Regions from separate parts of the Sus scrofa genome. Here all the other regions are linked to region 2. The links are chromatin contacts, called in public Hi-C maps. All regions are on one chromosome and are shown on one strand. The core of a region is the stretch at or near the end of the contact, and the rest is flanking DNA. Distances in the headings are between cores, read along the strand shown.

Region 1 (4,312 bases), core at 114-2,613, 86 kb after region 2:
AGCCCTTCCTTACGGATCCAAGAACCCAACCAGGTCGCCCATTTCCCAGGCCACAGTGGCCTTGCATAGTCTGAACCACAATTCCCATGATGCTTGGGCACCCCAAGGGGAGCCTTTGTGGGGACCCTGCTACAGGAGTTGCTGGTGGGGGGTGTTAAGTTTTTCCTTCCTTCGGGTGTGACGCAGCCTCGGCTCTCCCCGACACTGCTGCCTCATGCCCATTTTCAGAGCTTAACTCCTTGTTCTTCGGTCTCATAGGGGACATCTTCGAAAGCTTCTCCTCCCACCCTCCCCTCATCCTGCCCTTGGGCAGCTCGCGCCTCTGCCTCACCGGTCCGGTGACCGACGACGCCCTGCATCGTGAATTGCGCAGGCTCCGCCGCCTCCTCTGGGACCTTGAGCAGCAGGAACTACCAGCCAATCATCGCCACGGACCTCCCGTGACCACGCCTCCTTGAACACCCATATCGAACGAACGCGCGAACCTTGAAAATTCCTTGGCTTCTAGCCACTAGAGCCCACCCGAGCGCAAAGCTTTCTGGGAATTGTAGTTTTTTTTCCCCCGCGTGGAATACTGGGAGTTTGAGTTCTGGAGTAGTAGAGGATGGGACAATGGGAAGATGGGTTTGGGATTTGAGTACCAGCAGCAATAAAGGTATCTGTCGGATTGGCAACGTCTCACTTGTTAAGACTTGGGAGCGGTGGTGATATTGATTTTCTGTGAAATGAGGCATCAGGGCCCTTGCCGGGAGTGTTGGGCTCCTGCCGAGTTCGCCGAGGTATTTATAGCCACGGCCTCAGCTTGCCCTCTTACATGTAATCCAACCCAGGAGCACGGGGGCCTCCCATGCATTTAAGGACAGGGCTTTAAACTTGTTCTGCCAAAGATCAGTCCTGCCAGTGGGAAATAGCCAACACTTGAAGGGTGACCTCCGAAGCCCATACTCCTCTCTCAGACCCAGGTGTCTGGGTTTCCAAGTCCCTTCTGGCCCTTTCTGCCTGTCGAGCACACCGATGAGTCAGTCTCAGCACCTCTTGTCCCTGTTCTGGAATCCCTCTTCCTTCACACCCGAGAGTACGGAGCTCCCAACCCACTCCTTCAGGCCCAGGAGTCCAAGTCCCCGGCCCTTTCTCTTCGAACGCAGAAATCAGGTCCCCAGCTCCCTCCTCCATCAGAACCAGGAATCCAGGGCTCCAGTTTGAACTTTTCACTCCCCTGAATCCGACTCCCGCTGCTGCGTCAGGGAAAAAGTAAGCGACAGGTGGCACCTGCCTGCAAGGCCGGGGCACGACCACCTGCCGCTGCTGCTCACCCTGAGCCCCTCTCCTGGCACCTGCTTCTGTCAGTCCGACCCCCGCTGCCCCGCCCCACTCCAGGAGGCGGAGGAGGAGGAGGCAGGAACCCCGACGTCAGTCCCGCCCCAGGCCCTCGCAGCCCGTGCTCCCGCCCCTTCTCGGGATGCCAGGAGGGGCTCCGGTCTCCCCCGCCAGCCTCCACCGCTCTCGACGCGCCCCCTAAAGGCTGGTGGGGCGGGGCCTGCGGCCTCTGGCTTAGATCGCGGGACTGAAGCGGCTGCAAAGCACGACTGCGCAGAGCCCACCTGGTGAGAAGCCCCTGGGGTGCGGGGTGGGAGGGGAACCCGCCCTAACTCTTCTGTCACCTCTCTGATCCCAGTCCCTTCCCCATCGACCGTGGTGGCTGACATCCACCCACGCCCTTCTAAAAAGCAGGAGGCAGAGACCATTCTGCTCCCCTGGGACCTGCCCTTGATCAAGGCTGTTGGTTAGATTTTAGGCCCCTCGGAGTATTGAGTTCCTGCCCTTCATCCCCTTTTCCTTCCTCCCCTTTCACAGATCTGGGGTCCAGGCCACCAGTGCCCTCCTTCTTAGGACCCAGGAGCCCCAGACTTCAGGTCCTTTCTCCCTCAGGCTCCAGGATTGGGGCCTTCAGCCCCTTCTCCCTCACACCCAGAAGTCCTGGTCCCCAGCCCTCTGGTCTCTCACACCCAGGAGTCTGGGCCCCCAGTCGCCTCCTTCCCCAGGATTCAGAAGATACCACTCAAGGCCTCCCCCTTCTCTAAGTTCCTTAGGCCCTTTCCCTGCTGTGTTCACATGCGGGGGACGCCTTCTGACCTCCACTCTGACCCTGCCTCCTGTGGGGGCCCTGCCCTCCCCAGTCCAGGTCCCCGACCAGCCTTGGCAATGACCCTGGCGGCTTCCTCCCAGCGCTCCCAAATCATTCGTTCCAAGTTCCGATCGGGTGAGAAGCTTCTCTCAATGAATGTAGGGGAGGGGTCCCCCGGTCCTGGGGACATAATCTGACTCTGGGAGTGTGCACGGCGGCGGTGAGATGGGAGGGGGGTGGTTACACCCAGGAGACATATGTTTTCTGTGCAAAAGATAATTTGTGTGTATAAAGGAAGCTCCAGCAAAGCAGTCGAGTTGTGGACAGTGAGTGTACAAATGGCTAGTGCGATGCTCACTCGAACAGTGGGGAGTAGACTTGGGGTGGGTGTGCAGAGGGCCGGTACCGTAAAGGCAGAGGGGTTTAAACTGATACTGTGCAAAGAGGAGGAGCACCCAGCGCTGGGACTTCAGAGTGCCCGGTGTGGAACTGTGGGTGAGGGAGGGGACAGTGAGTTGGGAAGCCTCGAAAGGGTCAAAGGGTGCACTGCATGTCCCAGCGCAGGTGGAAAGTGTGCACGTGGGGATACCTGGAAGTCAAGTCCTGAGTAGACAGCGTGCTTGAGTGTGCAAATAAGTGTGCTTCCATAGTTGGGTGGGTACAAAGATAAGAAAACCAAAGAGCAAGGAGTGTGCAAGAGTGTACTTGCACAAAGAGCAGAAATGTGCAAAGAGAGATCTTTGCTCCAAAACTGGGGGGGGGGGCAAATCATGAATGTGCAAATAAGTGTGTTCACGTGGCTGGGTGTGTGCCAAGACAACGAGCCAAGCATGAAGCGGGGCAAAGGGTACCAGTGGGCAAAAAGAGTGTAGGTGCAAAACCAGAGCCCCAGGAAATGCGTGTTTAAAGGTTGGTGTGCCAAGGGGGTGACTGAGGGGAGGTAGCACAGAAGGGTGTGTGCAAAACGGGGTGCACGGAGAAAAGGAGGCACGGGACAAACGCTAAGACGGCGAGGATGGGTGGGCATGGCTGGTGAGGGGGCAGGTGGAGCCGGGGGCAGGGCCGCCTCCCACCCACACGCTGCCTGGCTCCCAGCCCCAGAGCGGCTCTGGCCTTCAGCGCTGTGCTGGCAGGGAGCAGGCAGAAGGCCCGGGAAGGGAGCCGGCTGCCCGCCCACCCGCAGCCTGCGCTCTCGGGGTGTGTAAGGGGGCTGGGCACGTGGTCCCAGCAACAACTGCAGCTCACACCCGCCTGCCAGGCCGGGCTCTTGGACACTCCCTTCCTGCCTTTCTCCTCCCCCATCCCTCCACAGTTCTTCAGCTTCGGATCTACAGACGGTATCAGGACCCAGTAAGTGTGGGCCCTGAAAGGGCGGGGATGGTGGCCCTGCTCCCCTCGGGGCACCCAGGACTGCGGCCACCAGATATCCAGCTTGGTTCCCGAGCCTCAGTCCCTAGGCCCCAGGGGTACACTGAAGTCCCATCCTGTCCTTTCCCAGGACCTGGGAGGACAGGTCCCACGGCTGCCCCACCCCAGGAGCTTTCCTTCCCGCTCTCGGGCTTTTCTCACTGCAGTGAAATGCATGAATCTTGTTTCTTTGGAGAAGACAGGCATCCCAGACTCCATACTTGGCATGCACACAAATCTCAGGACACAGCTTTCAGCCTTTCTCTCCCCCCAAGAACCAGGAGTGCTGGCTCCACCCTTGTCCCAGCAAAACCCCAGAGATCTGTGATCTCCAGCCGTCACCCACCACAGCCCTTGGTGACTGGGGGTGTCATTCCTACCTCTCTCTCTCCTTGGCTACACTCCAGGCATGTGGAAGTCCCCAGGTCAGGGACTGAACCTGCGTCAGAGCAGTGACCCAAACTGCTGCAGTGACAAGCTAGACCCTTAACCCACTGTGCCACAAAGAACTCCTCCTACCTCTCTAGAGCATACAAAAGACTGGGTCCCTAGCACCCTCAGATCCAGGAGTCTAGGCACCCAGCTCCCACCACTTGGGTTTCACTCACCGCCTGTCCTTCTGCACCCTGGGGGAACTGGGACCTCCGGGGCCCTCCTTCCCACACAGCCTTGTTCCTCCCTGCCTGGCTTGTTGCCTGCAGACCTGTCAGGGTCCTTTGCCGCCTCTCCAGTCTCAGACCCAGATCCGTGGATCTCAGCCTCAGGCCCAGCTCTGGCTCC
Region 2 (4,680 bases), core at 477-2,976:
AAAAAAAAAGCTGAGAATTGTCCTGTCTGTTAGAAGTCGAAGGTACAGTCATAGACATTTTCCAGACAAAGGATCTTACATAAAAATGACATTTGCGGAGTTCCCATCGTGGCGCAGTGGTTAACGAATCCGACTAGGAACCATGAGGTTGTGGGTTCGGTCCCTGCCCTTGCTCAGTGGGTTAACGATCCGGCGTTGCCGTGAGCTGTGGTGTAGGTTGCAGACGCGGCTCGGATCCCGCGTGGCTGTGGCTCTGGCGTAGGCCGGTGGCTACAGCTCTGATTCAACCCCTAGCCTGGGAACCTCCATATGCCGCGGGAGCGGCCCAAGAAATAGCAACAACAACAACAACAACAACAAAAAGACAAAAGACAAAAAAGACAAAAAAAAAAAAAAAAAGACATTTGCCATGTTTGGGGGGGGGCAATTTTCTCTCTTCGCTAAGCTCCTTCACTTCATCCTCAAAATGAGGACGTGAGGGCTTCCTGGGGGAGGAATTCTAATGCTCCAATTCCTTTGCAGCCTGCCCTGGGACACTCAGGAGCCAGAAATGGCTCAGAAGCTCTGGGTCCTGGAGCAGGTAAGGAATTGGAGATCCAAACTAGAAGCAAGAAAGTCAACAAAAGGGTGAGGAGTAGCATTAAGTATTAATGTCTCCTGAGTACTCTTGAGTACCAGGGTATGGATGGCAGAACATTTCAGAGACGCTTGAATTCCTGGGGAATGAGAAAGCCCTAGTTCACAGCGGTTCCACCGTTGCTGTCAAACTCTGCTCCTCTGTCGGGAAGTTTTCGGGCAATTGGACTACAGATCCCATAATGCACGCAGACTTAAAAAGAGGGTCTCGCCCTGTTCAAAATCCTTTAGAGCCATATGCTAGGGACTACAACTCCCAGAAGGACACGCTCTGCACCGTGGTCCTCACCTTACAGGCAAATTATTCAAGGCCACCCCTGCATCTTCTTTTTTCTAGTCCGAGGAACACGACCCCTTATTTACCAACATCTGAGGGTCACCGGGAGCGAGTTCTCAGCCTCTCTCAAGCCTTGGCTGCTGAGGCGTCACAGTGGCACCGAATGATGACAGGTGAGAATGGGCTGGGGACCTTGGGCTCCTGGGTGTTAGGGAAGAGGGAGTCTGGAGGCCCGGAATCCTAGGTCCTGGTGGGGAGGGGGGTCCGACGACCGCCAGAAACCCTCTGCCTTGGTAAAGAAAGAGCTGGACAGGGCTTGGGGGTTCCAGACCCCAGTAGGAGGGGACTGGATCCCAGGACTGCCGTGTCTGGGGAGGAGAGGACGGGGAGCCTGGACTCCTAGGTTTGAGAGGAAAGTCCTGGGTGTCGGGACTTCTGGGTCCCAAAGTTTGCCATTCTCGTTCTCCGTCCGTCCTCTCCAGGTGGCAGTTTGGACTCTCGAGGAGACCCTCTTCCCCCTGCGTCGCCACCTCCGTCAGATCCCACGCCCTGCGTGTCCTCGCCCCCAAGATCTCCTCCAGTGGCCAGTTCCCACTCCACGGGGTTCTCCCACCGAGGGACTGGGCGCGACGCAGGCCCGGCCTCTTGGGAGCCGACCTGGGATTCCGGGACCGCCCCTCCCGCGCTAACCCCAGACGAGGAGGCGTGGCCTCTGAGAGTCACGCTGCTACAGTCCAGCTTCTGACCCGCCCAAGCAGGGCAGCCAATCAGAGCTGGAGGGCGTGTCCCGGAGGTACTTCCGGGACAGATGGAGCCTCTTCCCTCACCTGAGGGCGTGATCTGGTCCCCTCCCGGTGGCCGAGGAGTGGCTACTTTGGCCAAAGTTTGATTTTCCCAATACTTGTCCAAATTTGGATTAAAACATTGAACTCTTAGTCGATAACTTTCTGTCTGTTTGGAGTTGTGACACCGGTGTCTCGAAGAGGTAGAGCTGGAGTGGTGAACTCCTGGGTCCCGCGGGAGGAGGGGACAGCGGACTCAGCTTTGTGTGTCAGAGGAACGGGGGGAGCTCGAGGTCTGGATTACTGAGTCTGAGGGAGGAGGGGGCCGGCGACCTGGATTCCTGGGTCTGAAGGAAGAGAGGACCCGGGACCTGGACTTTGGAGTCCAAGGTCCGGCAGAGGGGGCCGGACTCCAGGAATCCCGAGTTTGAGGGTTGGGGGACCGGCCTCCTGGGTCTGAGGGAGGAGGGGGCTGGGGCCAAGTTCCAGGCTTCTGGCTTTCCTGGCAACGCCCCCGGGGCCGGGCTTCAGGATCCAGCCCCTATTTATGGTTCGACCCCAAGACCTCACCGGACTTCAGAGGGGGATAGAAGCCTCGAGTGAGTGTGAGTGAGTGGCCGAAGGAGACCTTCTGACGCGGGATGGCAACGGGAACGCGCTATGCCGGGAAGGTGGTAATCGTGACGGGGGGCGGGCGCGGCATCGGAGCTGGGATCGTCCGAGCCTTCGGTGAGTGGGGTCTGGTCGGCTCTGAACAGTGGAGTCTGGGAGCGGAGGGACCCGGGGGCTAATGGGTGTGGGACGAAGTATCTTCTGTACTGGAATCTAGATTCTTGTCTCGTAAAATCCAATTTGCAAAGTTAACGAAGGGAAGGCAGAGGTGGCCTGGGGCCTGAGATTGCGGCGGATTTTCAAATGCCATTGACTCCCTTTCTCTGGGTCTCAGCTATTGCTACAGAATGGGGGGCCGGGGGTGGTGGTTGAAGGAATATGTCTTTTGGAGGTTTAGGGTTTACTCTAGAACCCAGGGATGGAGACTCAGGAGCCCCAGAAGTCACCTGGAATAGCCAAGGAGAAGGCTAGGCTTCTGCCTTTTGCCCTACGGGATCATCATGAGACTTTGGGGTCACGAGGGGAACAGAGCTGGGGCGGTGGTGGGGGGGGAACGGCCCTGTTCCGGGTGGCCACAGAGGGCAGCAGAGATCTTCACCAAGGTCTCTGCAGGGCTAACCTATTCCCTGTCTATTCGCAGTGGAAAGTGGCGCCCAGGTGGTGATCTGTGACAAAGACGGTGAGTGAGGGTCCCCCAGTCCTCAGCCCACTGCCTCCTCCCTTAGATTCAAGAAGAATACAGGCCCCAGCACCCTCCTCCCTCAGACCCAGGATCCAGCCCCAGCCCTCCTCCCTCAGACCCAGGATCCTGGGCCCCCAGCCCCTCCTCTCTGAGACCCAGGCTCCAGCCCCCAGCCCTTCTCTTCCTGCAGAGTCCACTGGTCGGACCCTGGAGCAGGAGCTGCCTGGGTCTGTCTTTGTCCTCTGTGACGTGACTCAAGAGGATGATGTGAAGGTGAGCGCGTAGTTTCTGTCCCTCCCCGTCCCCCTCAATCTCCAATCGTTCTCTCTCTCCCTTCACCCCGGGCTTTGCACATGCTATTCCCTCTACCCTTCCCCATCTCCTGGCTAAATGACACCTGCCCCCAGAGTCTCAGCTCAGTTTCATCGCAAAGCTTTCCTAACTCGGCTGGCCACGTCCTGTGTCTGCCGAGAAGATTCTCCTCTATCTCCCAGGCCTTCAAGGCCCCTGGTCCCTCCTGTCACATGATCTGGATCCAGTAAGAGTTCTCCTTCTCCCAGGGTTTCTCCCCTTCCCTTCATCTGCTCCCCCATCCCCCACCCTCCTGGGTCTCTGGAGTAGTGAGCTCAGGGTGTGTGTCACCAGCCCTCTGGTCTCTGGCACCCTGGCGTCCAGTCTCCTCATCTCCTGCCATGCCTGGCGATTTGGGGTCGGCCCCCACAATGTCCTGTCCCCTCCGCGGTGACTCCGCTTCTGCCACGTCTCACTTGGGGGAGCCCAGCAGGGGCGCCAATGCTGTTCACTCACAAGACAGCTTTCTCCTCAGACCCTCTTTCTGAGACCATCCGCCGCTTCGGCCGCCTGGACTGTGTGGTCAACAACGCCGGCTCCCGTGAGTTGTCAACCCGCTTCCCGGGCTCTGTCCCATTGCTGCTCTGTGTCCCCAGGCCTGTGCCGCCACCTCTTTATGCCTCAGTTTCTACATTTCTAAAATGACAATGACCACCACTGTCCTTGCCATTACAGGGTGTTGAGAGTATTAAATAGTGTAACTGGGCGGAGTTCCCGTCATGGTGCAGAGGAAATGAACCTGACTAGGAACCATGAGGTTGCGGGTTCAGTCCCTGGCCTTGCTCAGTGGGTTAAGGATCTGGCTGTGAGCTGTGGTGCAGATACGGCTCGGATCCCGTATTGCTGTGGCTGTGATGTAGGCCAGAGGCTGTAGCTCCGATTCGACCCCTAGCCTGGGAACCTCCATATGCCACGAGTGCGGCCCTAAAAAAAAAAAAAATTGTGTCACTGCTCAGCCCCCTAATCACCCTAACTGTCTTGGGCAGACAGCGTCCATCTTGCAGCCTCCGTTTTGGTTTGGTTTGGTTTGGTTTTGGCCATGGCATGCAGAAGTTCCAGGGTCAGGGATTGAATCTGCGCCACAGCAGCAATAATGCCAGGTCCTTAGTCTGCTGAGCCACCAGGGAACTCCAACCTCAGTTTCTTTAAAGTGAGGCGGATGGCTCTTTTTTTCTGTGACTGTGAACAAGTACGCTTGGCCCAGGGCTTACAGGTCTTGGTGTGGAGGCTTTGAAGGGAAATTGTCATCTGTTTCATGACTACCCTTTATAAGAATGCCTCACATTGGTAAAGCGAGGCTCAGCGAGGTGAACTGATTGGACTAAGGTCACACAGCAAGG
Region 3 (4,394 bases), core at 1,157-3,656, 87 kb before region 2:
TGCGAGGCAGATCTTAAGAGGTCAGACCTGGGGGTGCCCCCTGGTTGCTATGGGCAATTTAGAGTAATTGCCTAGGAGTTCCCATCGTGGCTCAGTGGTTAACGAATCTGACTAGGAACCATGAGGTTGTGGCTTCGATCCCTGGGTTCCATCCCCAGCCTTACTCAGTGGGTTAAGGATCCAGCGTTGCCATGAGCTGTGGTGTGGGTCGCAAATGTGGCTTGGATCCCTAGTTGCTGTGGCTGTGGTGTAGGCCGGCTGCTACAGCTCCGATCAGACCCCTAGCCTGGACACCTCCATATGCTGCGGGTGTGGCCCTAGAAAAGGCAAGACAAAAAAAACAATTGCCTCCACTCACCCATATAATAAGGATCTCCAAGCAGCCTTAGGCCAGACCTGGGTGTGCTCCCTGGTTGCCATGGCCGATTTAGTTAATTGTCTCAATTCACCCATTTAATAAAGAAGCTCAGTCCTCCTTAACCTCTCAAGATTGAGTCAGTACTTTCAGAGGGTGGCAGTGCCTGGCAACATAATCACTCATCTGAACCAGTTTCCAGCTACTGTTATCTACCAAGCCCAGGTCTAAGTAGACCCTCCCTGGAATCTGGGCTCTACTATCTAGTTGGAGTAAGATGACAGCCCCCCAAAGCGAGAATCTGCTACTGCCATCTTGCCTTAAAAGACACAGCACCTTCTCTCTCGGGCCAGAAGCTTTGTGACAGTAGATCCCACCTCTTATTTCCCCCATTACACATACAAAACCAAAACGATCTGCTGCAAAAAGCTTTTATTGTTTCCATTTGGTCCAAGACTTGGGAGAGGGCTCCAGGGTGGTTAAGAATGGTGCCTCGTGGCTGCAGAAAGGGGCTTCCGGCAGAAGCCCAGGCACCAGAGGAGCGCCTCCAAGGCCCCTGGGCTCCAGAGATTCCTAGTCGTGCTTGAGTGTGAGCCTTTCGAAGAGGTACTCGCCCAGCCCAGCCTGGGACCAGAGAGCCTGCGCAGGTTGGTCAGGTGGTCGCCCATCTTCTTGATGAGCTTCACCTCCTCATCCAGGAAGTGGTTCTCCAGGAAGTCACAGAGCTGAGTGATAGAAGAGAAAATGTTACCATTTGTAAATCTAACAATGTGATGGATGGGGGAGGGAGGCTCAGAAGGCAATGAGCCCAATCAAACGTGGCCAAGGTTAACTATTAACTCAAGATGCAGGCTTCCTGCCAGGAAAGGTCTTGGGATGGATAGGGAGAAAATGGAGATACTCACGTGGGGGTCTGCGCGGGCAGAACCCAGCGCATGCAGATCCACAAGAGCCTGGTTCAGTCCCTTCTCCAAGTGAAGGGCGGCTTCCATAGCGTCCTGGGTTTTACCCCACTCATCTTGAGATGGTTTCTATACGGAAGGCAGAGACCGCTCAGTACTAACCACGCACACGCTGGAAAGGACTAAAAACTAATTTCCCAGTAGTGACGGGAGTTAGGGCTTAAGCCGAAAAAACGTCTAAGAGCTTAAATCGATCACCCTCAGTGTCTCACAACCTTACGCTCCAGGATACCACACGCTGCGGTCTGGACCGCCACTTCGTGGGGGAACTGAACCCGCCTCCGTTTCCAGCTGTAATACAACCACCCACACAAAACTGAACTCCATCTCCCAGAAGCCTACGCCGTGCCTGAACAGCCCTGGTCAAAGGGCTTCAAGCGCAGGGGCCGCTGGGAATCGTAGTCCGCTGCTCACACTGTTTACCTGCACGTCCTGGAAGAGGGCGCGGCCACCGCGCTGGTTTTGCATTTTCAAGAGACGCTCCGAACCCTCGCGCTTCTCCTCGGCCAATTCGCGAAAAAAATGACTCACGCCCTCCAGAGCCACATCGTCGCGGTTGAAATAGAAGCCCTGCGGGAAGAGAAGGCGTGAACAATGGTTAGCCGGAGGCGAGGCCGGGCTTGCGGACTCCGCCTTCCAACTACACAGTGGGACAAAGAAGGCCAGCGCGTGCGCAGAGGGTCAGAGGTGCGCAGCTAAGGGAAACTTGGGCCGGGGGCATCTTGGGGACCCTTACCAGAGAGAGGTAGGTGTAGGAGGCCTGCAGATGCATGTTGATCAGGCGGTTGACGAAGGCCTCCACCTCGGTGGAATAATTCTGACGAACCTGGGAGCTCATGGCTGGTCGGCAATAAGGAGCTAAGCTCAAAAAATGGTGTTGGCTGGTCCCGGAGACTGAAGATAGCTGAGAGGCGGAGTCCGAAGGTTGCGACTGGAAAAAAGGTTGGAGGGTAGTCGGAGGCTGGAGCAAGGGGCGTCCCTGGGTCTGTTCCGTCCAAACACTGTTGAAGCAAGAGACAGATCCGGGGGACCGCCGAGCACACTGCGAGTTTGTGGCCAGGGCGGCTCCTTTTATAGCGCGCGGGGAACCTGAGCAGTGGGGCGGTCGGGGAGAGGAGTCAGCCAATCTGCGGGGGCGGGAGGCTGGACTTGGAGCTCGCTCGTGACCAATCAGGAGCAGATAGGAGCCCCAGCCTCCCGCCCGGAGGTAGGGAAGTCACGCGCTCTGAGCGCGAGGTTGTTGTGAAAGGAGAAATCGCGGGATGGGGGGTTTCATGGGGAGCAAGGGTTCTGGGACTAAATCTGGGAAGTGAGAGAATTCTAGGGGTACTTCCTGGTAGTGAAAGATTAGTGAGAGCACTGGGAGCCCTGGAAAATAATGATTCTTGGTTCCTGAGGATGTCTCAGGAAAGTAGGTTGGATGCGGGGGTTGTGTCAGAGCGAGGACTTTTCTGGAGCCCTGGGGGTTCCTCAGAGGTGCAGAAACGTCCAGAGGAGTGGGGTTGCCCTGGGAGATAAGGGGTCGGGTTGGGGGGGGCCCTCGATCATTGGGAAGTTTGGAAGGCTGTGAGATATTTCTAGATACTTAGGGTGCTCTCTGTGAAATGGGTTGGCTGGGGCACCTGGAGACTTGGGGTTCACTCAAAAGTGAATTCGGAAGACCATGGAAGTCCCTATTTTTATGGAAACTTCCAGGGGGAAGTCTTGGGCCCTTGAGGTGATCTGCAAGATTAAAAGAGACAGTTGGAGAGCCCTGGGATTCAGCCTGGGAATAAGGGAGAGGGATGTTTCTGGAAGCCTAGTGGGATCTTCTTAAAGAGGTGGGGGCTCTTGGAGAGCCCTTTGGGAGCCCTCAAAAGATTGGGCCACTTGGAATCCTGTGGGGTTTTTTGAAAGCCCACTGTTTTTGTGGGAGCTGAGATGGAAAGGGGTGAAAGGACATTGGAACTTTGGAGGTTTCTCTGAGGTTGCATATCCTGGCTCCAAAGCAATCTCTCTGAAGCTGCCTCTGTCTTGCCTGACACATGCTCCTTCAAGATCACAGAGGTGGGGGAGTTCCCATCATGGCGCAGCAGAAACTATCCAACTAGGAATCATGAGGTTTCAGGTTCGGTCCCTGGTCTCGCTCAGTGGGTTAAGGATCTGGCGTTGCCCTGAGCTGTGGTGTAGGTCGCAGACCCAGCTCGGATCACAGCTGTAGCTGATTCACATCCTAGCCTGGGAACTTCCATATGCCACAGGTGCCAGCCCTAAGAAACAAACAAAAAGATCAGAGACAGGTGCTGAGGACTGGTGGCTGGGATGTCTGTCTTTAACTAAGGGACATTTTAAAATTGTGTCTGGTCCAGGTTGGTGCCTGGGTGGCAGTGCCAGCTCATACCAAGATTCTTGCCTTCAAGGAGCTCCTTGTTGTTGGGAGAAAGGAGAAACAAAGACAGGAACTTGACCCTATTTAGGCGCCCTTAATGCAGGCAGCTGGAGGCTGGGACAGGGGAGCTGGAACTGCTGGGGGTCGTCGGGTGGGGGAGGTCTGGGCCTGCCTCGCGGAGAAGCCTTTCCAAGCAGCCCAGGCAGGGCACCCCCTGATCAAGGGGGCTCCAGCCAGGCTGGTATCTGGGGTCCTCCAGGGGTGCCTGGGCCAGTGGCCAGGAGAGCAGCCATGCTGAGTCATGCTGAACTCAGCGCAGGAAGGGGCGCCGGCAGAGGAGCGGGGTGGGACCGGCTCGCTGACCTCATCTCCACGGGGGTGGCTGCAGCCTGGGCCAGGGCCCTGGGAGCTAGGCCTGGCTGGGCCCCAAGTCTGGCCCCCTCCCCCAAGGCACTGTATGGCCTGTGCTTTTGTCTCCGAGTCTTACTGTCTTTTTAGTGCCCGTGATGGTCTCCCTGGGCTCCCACCTGTGGCCATAATGTCCCCTCTGGGCCGATGACTCTGTCTCCCCTTGCCGTCTTATCAGACACCTCTCCCCAGACTGGGTGGCCCTAGGGGTGGGGCAGTGGCCCCAGGCACACAGTCACAATGGGGCCTGGGTTACTCATTCACCAAATTTCATCCCTCCGCCCAAAGACCTTTAGCCTTG

What was found. A called contact is a pair of places that touch in the nucleus more often than the background predicts.
Region 1: a contact with region 2 is called in a Hi-C map of heart right ventricle, with 2.1 times the contacts expected there. The contact joins the promoter of MAMSTR here to the promoter of HSD17B14 in region 2. A contact is called at or near these places in 3 of 47 Hi-C or Micro-C datasets (heart right ventricle, liver and skeletal muscle).
Region 3: a contact with region 2 is called in a Hi-C map of liver, with 2.8 times the contacts expected there. The contact joins the promoter of FTL here to the promoter of HSD17B14 in region 2. A contact is called at or near these places in 2 of 5 promoter capture datasets (fetal liver and liver), 10 of 47 Hi-C or Micro-C datasets (alveolar macrophages, blood, embryonic fibroblasts and 4 more) and 2 of 2 datasets of contacts at active chromatin or transcription factors (alveolar macrophages and skeletal muscle).

What each region holds. Positions count from the first base shown.
Region 1 is chr6:54,055,110-54,059,421 of Sscrofa11.1, reverse strand. MAMSTR (MEF2-activating motif and SAP domain-containing transcriptional regulator) reads left to right here and starts at 1,363. Exons shown (of 9, transcript XM_021094689.1): 1 at 1,363-1,604; 2 at 2,083-2,260; 3 at 3,438-3,475. The coding sequence starts at 2,113. It overlaps RASIP1 (ras-interacting protein 1), which reads left to right. Exons shown (of 13, transcript XM_003127281.5): 13 at 259-674. The coding sequence ends at 458. All of the region lies in intron 1 of LOC102161741 (a long non-coding RNA gene), which reads right to left.
Region 2 is chr6:54,141,189-54,145,868 of Sscrofa11.1, reverse strand. HSD17B14 (17-beta-hydroxysteroid dehydrogenase 14) reads left to right here and starts at 1,726. Exons shown (of 10, transcript XM_021094705.1): 1 at 1,726-1,898; 2 at 2,259-2,424; 3 at 2,948-2,986; 4 at 3,180-3,262; 5 at 3,800-3,881. The coding sequence starts at 2,337. PLEKHA4 (pleckstrin homology domain-containing family A member 4) reads left to right here. Exons shown (of 21, transcript XM_013998606.2): 18 at 523-541; 19 at 544-580; 20 at 974-1,086; 21 at 1,396-1,853. The coding sequence ends at 1,658.
Region 3 is chr6:54,229,133-54,233,526 of Sscrofa11.1, reverse strand. FTL (ferritin light chain) reads right to left here and starts at 2,406. Exons shown (of 5, transcript NM_001244131.1): 1 at 2,054-2,406; 2 at 1,741-1,887; 3 at 1,261-1,386; 4 at 984-1,080; 5 at 771-981. The coding sequence starts at 2,155. The coding sequence ends at 929.